Regions from separate parts of the Rattus norvegicus genome. Here region 1 is linked to region 2. Evidence: chromatin contacts called from public Hi-C data. All regions are on one chromosome and are shown on one strand. Each heading gives the region's core, a stretch centred on a gene start, on an enhancer-like site or on the middle of the called end of the contact. The rest is flanking DNA. Distances are from core to core; before and after follow the strand shown.

Region 1 (6,635 bases), core at 3,849-6,348, 220 kb after region 2:
CTGACCTCCACAGGCATTCACGGTGCGCATCCACACGTTCAGGCAAAACAGTCACACATGGAATAAAATTTAAAAATAAAGTAAAAAAAAGTTTTTAAATGTAAAATTCAGTTTGCCTGATAACAAAGCCACAAAAGGCAAATTCATTAGTATTATGCCCATATTGCGAAACGCCAAAGACTACTAGGACTGGACTCAGATGCCATTCACACGAGGGTTTACTCAAGCTCAGGATTGCAAACTTTTCCTGCCACAGCAAATTAGGTGAAGGACCACGAGGTTTAGGGGAAGAGGTTTTTAAAGGAAAAAAACGAAAAGGGGCGGGGTCTCTAAGTCTTGGCATTCTATGATTGGGTAAGAGGTTTATGGGCAAATTGACTTTTTGAAATGATTGGCTTGTTTTAGACACCAAGGCCGCAAAGGGCTCTGGCCTGGCCATCTGGATCTCCTGAGTGCAAAGAATGTAGGAAAAGGGAGGGTTGTCAGGAAACGTGATCTAGTAGAACGAGAATGGGTGACTCCCAGCAGCTGCAGCTGGCCGGAGATGTTTTACCCCAGGACCTGGGGTTTTCTTTTTGTTTTTTGCTCTTTTTCCATTTGTTTGTTTAAACTTATGTTTCCGGGCCCCTGCTTTGGTCTCTCAATTAGCACTACAGACTTGAATAAAACAGGATCTGGAATTAAAAGAATAAGCCAAAGACACAATATGATTAATAACTTGAGGTGTGAGGAGTGGCGAGAAGAAAATTGAGGGAGAGAGTGTGAGGAATTGAGGGGCCTCCCTGAGGAGGTGCCACTCACGTGTGGCAGCAGGCCTGCGTGGGATAGGGGAACAGGCTTCACAAACAGCTCTGGGACAACATCACAATGAAAAGAAGAAATGGGACAAAGGTGAGACACTGAGTCTGGAGGAAAGTGGGGGAGGGGCAACAGGGTGAGCCAGAACTGTAAGTCGAGGTCACACTAGAGTCTGTCTGAGGGACTCTGAGTGGGGAAGGGGCCTGCTCTATTGTTCAAAGTGAATTTCAATACTGCAAGCTCAGAGCAGTAAAGTAGACATGGGGTTATCAAAACATGGGTCTAGTCACTCGGTACTCAGGCGGTGCTGGTCACCACAAAGCCTCTTTGGGGCACATCTGGGTAAGATCTGGGTAAGGGGGCTCAGTCTTGGGAACACATCGGGAGACTGCTTCTTTGACCGCCTAGTCACGGGTTGTCTGCTTCCATTGGGTGACCCTGATCTGAATGGATTTTTAGAGGTGTCCCGGACTGAATGTCTCTGTCCTCTTTTAAGGTCTGTATATCCATACCCTAATCACTACCAGTGCCATGGTATTTAGAAAGTAGGTCTAGAACATTGCAAACTAATTTTCTAATAAAACAAAAGTTACGCAGACCGTAGGCCCTGCAGTCCACAAGTTTCCTAATGCTGTAACCCTTCAATACGGTGCCTCATGTTGAAATAACATTTCATCGATACTTCATACCTGTAATTTTGGTACTGTTATGAATCGTAATATAAATATCTGATACGCAATTCCAAAGGGGTTGCGGCACACAGGTTGAGGACAGACTTTTCGTGGCCAGGGTTTGGGGAGAGCTCAAGGATCCAAGCCCCATCTCCAGTGCCTACAGAAGCTGTCAGAACCTGGCATGCCTGTAATTCCAGTGCAGGGGAGGCAGAGACAGGATTCGGGGGCATGGTTGCTAGGCTAGCTGAACCCGAGTCCTAGGTTTAATGCGAGACCATCTCAAAAGATCAAAGCAGGAAGTGACTGAATAAGATAACTAATGTCAACTTTTGGACATACATGCACGCGTGCACACACGTGCGTGCGCACACACACACACACACACACACACACACACACACATGATTCTGTGAGGTCAAATGACTGAAGTTGGCAGTTAATGGAGAACTAAAATGTTGGGAAGAGTCAAATTATCGAGCTATTTCAAAGCCCCTTTGGAAGCCACATATTGCCCCTTCCTGTGTTTGACTTTTCGTCCTTCCAAACCTTGAAAATGAACTCTTACTACATAACTTGCTTCCATCGATCCCAAAGCTAAGAATGTCATCAACTGGCATCTGAAAACTACTACAAAATTCCTAGTTTTCGATAAACCCACCTCCACATGACCCCCACTAATGTCTTAGGTAAATGCCTGGATTGATCACTGTTTTGTAACTAGTACAGTTTCAGATAACCATACCCACAGAAGAACATGTCCTTTGGGACAACCTAAAGTCTGTGTTTTGGGTCATGGTCTTGCATATTTGGCTCACGAATAAACTCTCTTATTCCCTTTGAAGTGAGAACTGTGGTTTTTAGAGGTTTTTTTGTTGTTTTTGTTTTTTAATCAGTGTGAGGTGGTCCATGACGAGGCTGGTAGTCTTATGAAAAGATTCTTCTCTCTCATTCCCTGTGGCCATCTCCAGACCTGAAAGTAGGTTCTCTCCTGCCCTCAATCACACTGTTGCCCCAACCGTGCTCTCTCTCAGCCTCCAGAACGGAAGACATAAAACTTTGAGCCCTAGATTAAAAGTGTTGTTACTTTTTCTCCCAGTAACTGACAGGTAATACACACTAAAACTTGGAGTTTGCTCCACAGTAACTTCTCCAGGCCCCAGCTCTGACCTTCGCTGCCTCTGAAACTCACTTCTGGCCACAAAGGGGAAACGCACCGGGAGGGCAGAAAAGGCACCTCTTGGTGCACTGGGAGATTGATACCATTGGGCTGCACGAACCTGAACCTGGCTCCTTCCTGAGAACTTGGTTTTGGGACTTTCCAAGGGTCCCCTTCTCATCTGGGTTCCCTCAATTCACCTGGACATTCTTCAGCCCTGGGTTTGCAGAGTTTAGGCCAGCCTACCCTCATAGGCAAGGCTAGAGCAAACATGAGTACTCATTGTACTCTGACCTACTGGGAGTGCCCTTCCCACCACAGCCATGTTCCTGCTTCTTCTGCCTGAGAGCTACGGTCACCATCATACAGCAGCTTCTGGGCCCAGAGGTGCAGGCCAGAGGCCCTCAGGAAGCTCCTGCTATTCAATGGGGATGTATAGTGGTAGTGGTGCCGCCTCTCCAGTGGCCCTCCGCTGCCTCTTCAGTCTGTGTCTGAAGAAAGCAAGAGAAACCCAGGCCCTCACTGGTCTCCTTAAAGGCTTCTATGACTTGTTTTGTTTTGTGGAAGGGGAAGGGAGGAGTCAGTCAAACGCTTGCAGGTGTGAATCAGAGAACAGCTTGGGACAATTAATTGCAACTCTGTCTTTGCAGCAAGCACCCTTCCCACTGAGCCACCTCCCCCAGCTCTGGCTTTCTGTCAATGTTGCTTTCTGTTGTTTAAATTTTAGCTACTTTGTTTGTGGGTTCCTGGTGGGTCCTTCTTTGATCTCTCTGCTCGCAATATCTTCTATGGCTCAGCTTGGCTTCTCCTGGCTCAACTCAGTTTCTCCTGGCTCGACTGTCATCAACTGTCTTCTCAGCCAGCCAGTCCAATTCACTTTCAACTGTCTCTTATTTTCTCTCTTCCTCTCCTCTCCCCTCTCCTCTTCTCCAGCCATACTCAGTCTTCTTTCTTCCTGTGTCAACAACTGTCTTCTCTGATTCTTCTGTCTTCTGGACCCTACCCCTGTCTACTCCCCAATCCTATTCTCTCTCCTTTCTCTCAGCCTCCATTGACTTTTTGTAGCCTCTTCTGTCCCCAGCAGTCCTAGAGCTAGACTGTCAACAGAGAGCAAAGGGGTCATTTAAAGGGCCAGGCACATACAATATTGTGTACCATTCAGTTCCTTGGCTTCTTCACGGCGTTTTGGGGCCTCCTGTTTGTGTGGGAATGGGATGCTGATAGTTTGGGTTCTGGATCACTCCAGCTTCACAGCCTCCAGATTCTTCTCCGAAATGATGGTCCTGGTTGACACCAGAGCGTGAGAAATGAGAAGGGAACGGAGAATTCGACTGTATTCATCACAACAGTGTCTTTATTGAAGGAATACTCACAAAAAAAGCAACCCATTTGGAAGGGTAAGCTACATGGTGTTAAGTTCAAACTCAAGGTTTTACAGCCAATTATCTTGTTACCCAAAAAGAAAACCCTCCCAGCATTGACAGTTATTTTTATCCTCCCCTACCCTGGCCCCCAGACGTCTGCCTTTTGTCTCTTCGGACATGGTATTCTGTATGTTTATACCTGATGATAGTGGTGGTGATGAAGAGGAGGTGTGTGTGTGTGTGTGTGTGTGTGTGTGTGTGTGTGTGTGTGTGTGATTTCTTTCACTTAGCAATAGCATTGTAAACTTTCCAACCCCTCCACCCTCGCTGCTCAGCTGACTCCCACAAAATGTCTGGAAGCTCCTACAGGGAGGAAGGGGAGCTTTGTTATATTCTAAGCCCTAGAGGAAGGAGCAGCCGAGAGTGATGGGTGAAGCTCATCGATGAAGACTGAGCTGTGAGTGTCTGAGACTGGGCAGGTGGAGGAAGGCTTCCTAAAACTTTCAAGTAATGGCCAGGACTGGTTCGACAAGTCTGTAATGCGGACAACTCGAGGCAAGAGGATTGAAAGTTCGAGACCTGCCTCAGCTACAAGCTGATCTAAGACTAACCTGAGCAATTTAGTGAGATTTAGCAACTCAAAACTGGGGCAATGCAACTCAGTGGCATAGCTCTTAACTACGGTGTATGAGGCTCCAGGGATTGACCCAGGGCTCCCAGGGTTCCCTTTGGCCCGGTGAAGGAGAATGGGAGAGGCTAAACCACGAGCACCCACGCCATCCGATGAACAAGGAAGATATTGGCAATTTAAACCTAAGCTGGGCACCTCTACCCATGTGAGCAGAGGCTGCAGCTGCCAGTCTAGTTTTGAGCACCTCACCAGGGAAATACGACCCGGTATACCCTCCCATACTCTTTACCCCCACCCATTCCTCCTCCCCTTCCTCCCACACCCACACCTACACCCACACCTTCCACACCCTCCAGGGATCTTGTGGTTCAGAGTTGTCTGCCCCTGAGCTGAGCTGCGCATGTGCATCCCAAGCCACCAATGAGAGATCAGGATAGCGCGGCCGCCCTCGCTGCGCCCCGCCCCCTTCCGCAATCAATAACACCCCCAGTTCCCCAGCGGACCTCAGAAACTCCAAAAGCTTTGACCGGTGCTGTCACCCTACAGACCAAATCTATAATCATGTCACTGAGAGACTGCCAGGTACGCGCACCGGTTCGGTTGGGTTCTCCTCGGTCCGGGAGTTGGCTCAGCGCCGAGCAGCAGTCGAGATCAAACTTGTAGGTCACCCGGAATCAGGCAGGGAACCTTAACCTGAGCTTGCTGTACATATGCAGCCCAGGGTGGAGGGGACTCTGGTTCCCGGTCAGGTGCACCAGTGGAAGCTTGTGAACTGGGTTTGAATCCAGGGAACGGTTCATTTGAAGCCACCCAGGGCCCGGGCTTTGAGCTCATTTTTCAGACTAGGAAGATTGAAGGTAGGAGCAGCCAGTGGACTTGCCACAGCCACCTGATTTCCAAGTCCTGGAAAGTGCAATTTTTTGCTTGCCAGGACTTAAGGGCATGTCCCACGCCCAAGGGTGACACGGGCACTGTGCACCCTGACGGTCATCGGGTCACCGAGGGCAGCTATAGTAATCTGCAGTTTCCCAACTGCAAGCTTGGTGGGACACACACCCCCAGCCCCCAAGCAGTGGGAGAGGAGATGCCAAGTGTCGGCAGGTAGTACACACCTTGCTAGGCCTGTGACAAGCCACACATCCTTTAAGTTACACATTTGAACTCTGACCTCCTACCAAGGGCTATTAGGTGTCAGTCTTCTGGCTGACACTTGGTAAGTGTTTAAGGTATTTTGCAGAGTAGTAACCAAGGGTTTGGGGGCTCAGCCCAGGAAAACCCGGTGTCCCTTTCCTGTTGTGTAGGCGTGGAAGGATGCTGGGCTCCCACTCTCAACCACAAGCAATGAAGCCTGCAAGCTGTTCGATGCCACCTTGACCCAGGTATGCTGGCCCAAGAGACTCATGGTTCTCCTTGAAGGGCTCTAGGGAAGGCTTTTGATGGGTGAGTGGTCTGTAAATCCCACTGCAGTGAAGAGCTACCCATTGCCACAGAGGTCCAACAATATGTGAAGCATCTCTGCTAGTCCCAGCAGCCCTGTCCTCAAGGTTCCCAGTTCAAAGGTGGACAGCAATGGATACCCCAAGGGGGCCTGAAAATAGTTCCCCCGACAGATATCCCACTATGGCCTGCTGAGGGTTTGCTGTGGGCTCTGCCATAAAGGCACGGGGTGTTCTGAAGCTCTTATCGAGTTAGCTGGACCAAGGCTTTCTACCCATCCCCAGACACTTCTACAGCAGTGGATTATCCTATAGTTCAGAGACTTGGGAGCTTACAGGAGATGGGGCAGGGTCTCAGAAGGAAGGTCCAAGATGGGATGAACCCAGATGGGATAACAGAGACTCAGAGAACTGAACTAACGTGTTAAACGTTACCCACTATGTCAGAGGCAGGGCCAAGGTGTGCCTGCATCTGAAGATACAAATAGAAAACAAAGGCTGGCCTCTCCATCTTCCTGCCTTCACATCGCTAAATGTAAGGAACACTGGCCATTGTCTTTCCTCCGTTGGTTTCTA
Region 2 (6,986 bases), core at 2,451-4,950:
GTGAGGAGGACAGGAGTGCATGTGTTAACTCCAGAGAGACCAGGTCCAGGTTAGGACTTCAGCGCTGGCCCAACAGTTGAACAAACAGGGCCGGCCTTGTTTCCTGGCACCCCGCAGTCTGGCTACCCCATCAGACTGGAGGCCACTCAAGGCCATTGTGGGCCATGACCCTCTGTGAAGATGACAGTCCCCTCCCCCTCAACTTCCCAGTTCTGCTCCTAGATCCCACAACCAGAATCTCTACCGGGCACACAGCTGAGGGCCAGTTGTTCTCCTGGCCCTGTCAGATCCAGTTCCAACATTGTTGTCTCAAGACCTTCTCCCTCAGTTAGCACCCAGCCTCCTGGTGTCCCCCACACATCCTGCCCCAGGTCCCGCTGCTGCCTCACCTACAGCCACATGCTGGCTTGCCCATGATGACCTCCCTGTCTCTCAGTATTTCCAATTGTAGAATGAACTGATGACATCCATTCCTGTCCTAAGAACAAACAGGGCAGTTGCCATCAGTGAGGGACCTGGCTGATGGAGCCCCAGAGGTTACATGAAAACCTGACTACTCCCATGGCCAACAACAGACCATTTATAATCAGGAACACTCGGGCTAGACAGATGGCTCAGCAGTTAAGAGTATTTCCTACTCTTCCAGAGGAGCCAGGGTCAGCTCCCCACACCCAAAGGGTGGCTCACAACTGCCTGCAACCCCAGTTCCAGAAGGATCACACCACCTTCTGGCCTCCCTGGGTACCAGGTGTGGGAGCAAGCCAGTAAGCAGTACCACAAAGCCCACCTTTAAGGGGTCCTGGTCATCATCTTAGAATTATGAGATCTTTTCATTTTTATGCTTCCTGGTGTTTTGCCTGCATCTATGTCTGTGTGAGGGTGTCAGAAGCCTTGGAACTGGAGTAACAGACAGGCCTGAGTTACCTGTGGGTGCTGGGAATTAAACCCAGGTCTTCTAGAAGAATAGCCGGTCCCAGAATTCTGAGGTTTTTGTTGTTGTTTTTCTTTTTTGTGTTTCTTTGTTTTTCAAGACAGAGTTTCTCTGTGCAACCCTGACTCTCCCTGAACTCACTCTGTAGACCAGAATGAGCGCCACCTGCCTCTGCCTCCCAAGTGCTGGGATTAAACGTGTATGCCCCCACCACCCTGCTGAATTATAAGACTTGGTTGAACCCCAGACAAGAACTTCTGGGCTTTCAGACTTGCGTGCAGCATCTTAGGTCCTCTGACACCTGTGCAGCTCTGATTCTGTTGGGTGCCCTGGACTGGAGTAGAGGATGCAGGCCAGGGCATGGTAACGTATACTCCACAGGCTGTCTGGGGCCCTGACACTTGTCTATACCGGGTCCATGGGCCAAAGCTCACAAAGAGATGGTTCCCGTCAGCCACCAGCCCTCAGACTGCATCTGCCTGATCCAGCCCTGGCGAAGGCCCTGGTGTAGGCCCTGGTGTGCTCCAATGGATAGAGTTTTCCATTTGTCTCCTATCCTTATTGGTTACACAATGCTGGTCTAGGAAGCTTGTCCCCAACGCCCCTGGTGTGAGTCACTTCCTATACCAGGCTTCCCAGGAGGGCTGACATGTCCACCCCTCAGCCCAGTCAACTCCTAAGAGCTTAGGTCGTATCTTGTTCACCTTGAATCCCTCTCCTCAGCACCAATGTAATAATGTCAGCAGCAACGACAATATCTTCTATGATTGCTAGACTATCTCCTGTCCCTTCTCTGTGTGTGTTAATCCGTTGTCTTCTGGGAAGGAAAGACTGTGGTGATGAAGTACAGAGAGGTTGGGATTACTGTTCATTACTGTGACGCACAGCTGAGGTGGGGAGAGGCCTGGAAAGGAATTGGGCGATTGCCCCCATCCCTGTGTACCCTGCTCTGGTACACAGCCTACCAGGCTGATTCCTTCTGCTGGTCATACCATGCTGTCTTTCTACACCAGAGCATCTGCTGAGGGCATGGCTTCCTCTATAGACCCAAATAATGACATTCTCAATCCCCAAGTATCTCTTCTTTAGAAGGTTAGAAAGGGGGACGTCAGACAAGGGGGTGTGTGACATAGAGCTTTACTCCTGCTGGACCCTCAGACACCAGTATCAGACTCCCAGTCCTCTGGACTTGAACATGGAAAGTTCTGACTCTTCACCCTGGTCCTCTCTTTCTATCAGCCCTGTCTCATCAGTCAGGGTAGCAGGGTGAGAGGTATGGAGTATGTTCCAGACTAGCTCAGTCCTCAAACCTTCCTCTGGAGATCCAGTAACACAGTGCCAGTATCCCTCTGGACTGGTGACTACCCCTGGATTCTGTGTCCATCCCAGTTCCAGGTCTGTGTCTGGCTAGTTCTGGGCCTTACCAGGTCCTCTGCTGCAGCCTCAGTTTATCTACCAGTGCAATGGATACTTGGCCCCTATCGGCATTGACCATTCAAGTTCTAACATGATGGCACTCTGGGGCCCTGTCATTCCATGAGCCAGGTATCCTGGTGAGGGTCGGGGGGGGGGGGGGAAGAGGTTTGGCCATAGGACCCCGACAGGATTTGGGGGGTGGGAGAAGGAAAAGGGGGGCTGGAGGGGTGAACATTCTGGAAAAGCATTTGAGCGATGCTTGGAAATTATCTTTTTAAAATATTTCATTTTTTTATGTATATGGGTGTTTTATTTGCACTCTGTGTGTTCAGTACCTGAAGAGACCAGAAGAGGGCGTCAGATCTCCTGGGACTGCGATTACAGGTAGTAGTAAGAGGCCACGAATGTGCTGGGAATTAAACCTGGGTCCTCTGGAAGAGTAGCTCTTACTGGCTGAGCCATCTCCCCAGCCTTCTGGCACATTCTAAAGACTGACCAGTCTGTCCCGTCTCTGATGATGACATTGAAGGTGCTAGGTCCCTAGGAGCCAGACTGGGCTGGCCAACCTGGCTGATATAACCCTACAGTCTTCAGCACTTGCGGACTTCAGAGAAATTGTCCTTGATTCTGAAAGCCTGCTGCTGTGAGATCAGGCCAAGGCTAGTGGACCCGTCTTGTCCCATGATGCCGCTTCTGGCTCGGGAGACAGTGGGAAGAACCAGCAAACTGAGCCCTTCTCTTCACTGCCACTGCTGGGAGTTAAAAGACATGCACTTCAGCATCCTGTCCACCTCCCACCACTACAGCCTGAAGCGCCAGAGGGTGCTGACAGGTGGGTGAACACTTATCTCTCTCAACATTGTTCCCATCTTTGAGTCATTTCCTGCAGGCCCTAACCACTCCTGACCTGTACTGCACACTCCTCAGACATAGGTGGCAGGGACATCCTCCTGTGGGGGGGTGTTAAAACCAGAGCTCCCAGCATTGGTACCCCAACCCTATAGTGCCCATCATGTAGGTGCCCAAGGTCCTGTGGGTCATTGTGACTCTGATGGTCAGTGACCCTGTAGGTTCCCAGTTCTGTGAGTTCTTGTGGTACTGTGGGTGTCTGTGGCTCTGTGGGTGTCTGTATCCCCGTGTATTCCAGCGACCCTGTGGGTATCTGTCTGTGAGTGTCTGGTTCTGGGTGGATGATAGCCCTGTAGCGTCCAAAACCCTGACTGAACTGCCGTATGTCCTCACAGCCACCAGGGGGCAGAAGAGGGTGCAGGCCCACCTTCCAAGAGGACCTGTCTTCCCTTGTAGAGCCAGAGCTTTGTGTAGACCAGAGAGGTGGGGGCTAGAGAGCAAAGGAGGCTGAACAAGGTCACTCCAGGCCAGCAGAGAAATCTTGGCTTGGATCCTGCCTCTGCTGCTACCTCCCACATGACTTCACCAGCCCGGCCCTCATCGGAACATGCAGAGCACTGGGCCCACTTCAGGCATTGCCTCCAACGCGGAAATTAACTTCCTGCCCGGAGAGGCTGCGCCCACACAGCTGCAGGTCTGGGCCGCCAGACCTGGGGCGCTCTGGAGTCCAGTTGAGGCCTCTCCTGCCCTCCTCCTGTCTGCAGATGGAGAGATTGAGACCCGGCCAGGACAGGGGGGCTTGGATAACATTGCGCAATAAATCCAAATCGGGGACAGGGCCAGCTGGGCCTGCAGACGCTAGGCCTGCTTGCTTCATGGAGTCATCTTCCAGCCTGCGTCTCAATCCCACCAAGCACTGGGGTCCTGCAGGGCTGGAGAAAGACAGCTGTTATCTAGTCCTGAAGGTCTTCCGGTGCCAGCCCCAGGCTCCGGGCACTGTGGCCACCAGCTTCGGAAGTGAGAAGTTTCATATTGTTTTCCAAGCCTGAGGTGTGGGTGTTTCTGGACCATGTGGGTATTAGGGACCCCATCGCCAGTGCGAGGCCTGGCAGGCATACGGTAGGAGTGAGGAAACAAGGACGTTCCTGGCGTAGTGTCTGTCTCTCCAGCTTCTCTCTCCCTCAGGTTATAGAGCGGAGAGTGGATAACCCAGCAGCTGTCCTCTGGGCCAGCATCCACCCAGCTCCAACATAGAAGCATAGCTAGAGACTACTCTCAGACCCAAGCGGGTGACCCAGGAGGATTTCTTTGTCCCTCAGAGTGTCAAATAGAAGTAACTGTGGATTCCTGCTGGAGCTCTGAGAGTAACCAACCCCCTACCCCTTCGGGCCTCAGTTTCCCCTCAGCTGAGAGGCAGGGAAGAGAACTGTAAGGCTGCAAGCTCAGCCCAGCCCTGGGATAGTCCCAGCTCAAGGCTGGGAGATGAATGAAGGTCTGGAGTCTAGGGCCTGGTCTTCCTTTCAGCCACCAAAAAGGGTTCATTTTGTGCCTTGGGCAGGTCGCCCAGGCAAGGAGGCCACTGGCTGCCATTCTCCAGGACCTCCTCCCGTCTGCAAGAAGCATTACCTCATCGGGAAGCCATTCCGGAAAAGGGCTTCAGAGCTCCATGAGTGGGAATGAAGAGGGCTTTCCAAGAGCCTCCTGGCCACCCAGGAGCCCAGCCAAGGCAGACAGTGCCTGTCCAGTGACCGCTGCAGGGAGGTGACAAGGCTGGCTTGGACTGAGCAGGCAGAAGGGACAGTCGTGCCCGAAGCCAGCAGCTTCCAGGTAGACAAAGTAGATATTTCAAAAGCTGAAACAAAATGACATGAGAGGGGCTGGGAAAATGCAGGGCAGAGTCACCAAGCCCTGACCCTCTCCAGCCCACGTCCCTGCCTGCAAAATACATTAGGCACACCAAGCTGTACCCTGCTGTCTAATGATACACACCCGGATGACATGATTGGCCACATGATCAGGGGTGGGGAGGGAACTCTAAGGACAGCTTGGGGTGGGGAGATGTGCTAAAGGCGATCAGGAGAGTTCCCTAACCACTGGCCCAGTGACGACGATACTACGGGACACTCTTGGAGCCTTGATATTTCTCATCTGGAGAATGGAGCAAATAAGCATCCCTTGAAAAAGACATCTGAGAACACAGGCACTGACAGGCTGGTGCTTTTGGGGTCACATGGGTGGGTCCTCCTCTGCCTGGGTCAGGGGACTTCTCCTAGAATGAGCACAGGCTTCTCTCATTGCCCCAGGGGGAGTGAAATTCTGCCTTCCAACTTCTCCCAACCACAGAACTTCCTGTGCTTGCCATCTTTCCCCAAATCCTACCTGGAGAATGTCCATGCACCCTGAAAATAAATCTAGAAGAGATTGGTCCTGTCTTGGTTATACTGAGACCCACTGAGGGAGTGTGTGGACACAGGTAGGTCCAAGGTCAGGTCTATCACACGGGTTACTTACTTATTGGAGAAAAACCTAGGATACACTAGCGGTCAGGAAGTGTTGTTGGGGACAAGAATTAGATGTCTTGTGCCTGGGACTTCAGGCTGATCTTAATGAATGATTGGAGATTTCAAAAGAACAGGAGAAAATCAGAGGCTGGGGCAGATGGGCTTTTTGTTTATTTGTTTCATTGATTTTTGTCTGCATTTATATCCATGCACCATGTATGTGCAGTGCCCATAGTGGCCAGAAGAGGGCACCAGATCCCTTAGGACTGAGGCAAAGGCACTTGTGAGCTAGCATATAGGGGCTGGGAATTGAACCTGGGTCCTCTGGAACAGCGACGGGTGCTCCTGACTGTTGCTCCATCTCTCCAGCCCCTGGTGCTGCAGTTTTAATGAAGCTGTGGAGCCTTTGAGGGACCCCACAGCCTTCCTCCTACGTACAGGAAATCCTCCTCCGTTCAGGGCGGAGGTCCCAGGTAAAGGATTTCTGTGCTGGACTCTTGAGTTGCCCTGCAGGCAGCAAGCAGTCAACCGATTGGGTGCTGAGGGTGCCGGAGCTAATCCCAGGATCTGTGCGATCCCCAGGGCCCCTGAAACCCTTGGCTGTCTCTGCACCCAGCCTAGCTAGTGAGGGGGTGGGACGAGGGCAGCTGGGGCAGGGCCAGTGCAGCAGGAGGTCTGAAGCGACTGAGAAAGCAACTGGGCAGAAAGCGGGGGCTGGACAAGACAGGTGGCCTGCGCTGTTTCCATGGCACCCGGGCCTCTGCCTGCCCAACTCAGCCTGGGAAAAGCAAGCTGGGCACTGAGCAAACAGTGCCTGTGGCCACTAGGACAAAGGCAGGGCTGTTTAGGTGCTCACGGCAGCCAAAGGGCCTCCTTGGCGGAACATCAGTTTAGACTAGGCCAGTCGGTGCTGAGCTGCCACGCCCTGCAATGGCCCGTCTCTTAACCTCTGGGGTATAAGCTGTGGCTGTGGGCTGGAGGAGGGGAGAAAGACGGGGGCTGGCAGCACCCTGGATATCCACTCTGGGGTCACTGTCCCTCATCTGGGTTTTCAGGGCACTAAGAACAGCAGGATGTCCGTCTCTGTCTCTGGGCAAGCAGTCTCACGGCAACACAAGAGTCCCCCGCCCCCAGGGGCGTCTCAGAGAGTGTGGGAAGTGCACTTTTCCCTGCCACTGGGACAGATGCAGCTTTGGCCACAAGCCAACTGAGCTGGAAGGTACCAGCTAGAGTGCTAGAGAACAGGCCTGACCCTGAGCTGGAAGGAAGCACCCTTAGCCAAGACAGAA

The links. A called contact is a pair of places that touch in the nucleus more often than the background predicts.
Region 1: a Hi-C map of psoas muscle shows a contact between it and region 2, with 4 times the contacts expected there. The contact joins the promoter of Ttc38 here to the enhancer-like site in region 2. A contact is called at or near these places in 8 of 12 Hi-C or Micro-C datasets (the A7r5 cell line, the Rat2 cell line, frontal cortex and 5 more).

The regions. Positions count from the first base shown.
Region 1 is chr7:118,800,057-118,806,691 of GRCr8, forward strand. Ttc38 (tetratricopeptide repeat domain 38) reads left to right here and starts at 5,099. Exons shown (of 14, transcript NM_001130499.1): 1 at 5,099-5,205; 2 at 5,925-6,002. The coding sequence starts at 5,185.
Region 2 is chr7:118,586,116-118,593,101 of GRCr8, forward strand. LOC134479761 reads right to left here. Exons shown (of 4, transcript XR_010053455.1): 3 at 4,823-5,048; 4 at 2,614-4,128. It overlaps LOC102554082 (a long non-coding RNA gene), which reads left to right. Exons shown (of 5, transcript XR_010053457.1): 4 at 2,680-3,179; 5 at 3,592-5,620. Among named protein-coding and RNA genes, the nearest start is that of Wnt7b, 34 kb to the left of the region's middle. Within about 2 kb of position 3,701, at least 65 of the 93 cell types and tissues checked have an H3K27ac peak or open chromatin away from gene starts, as enhancers often do. A contact at or near this core is called in kidney and liver, where this site is marked.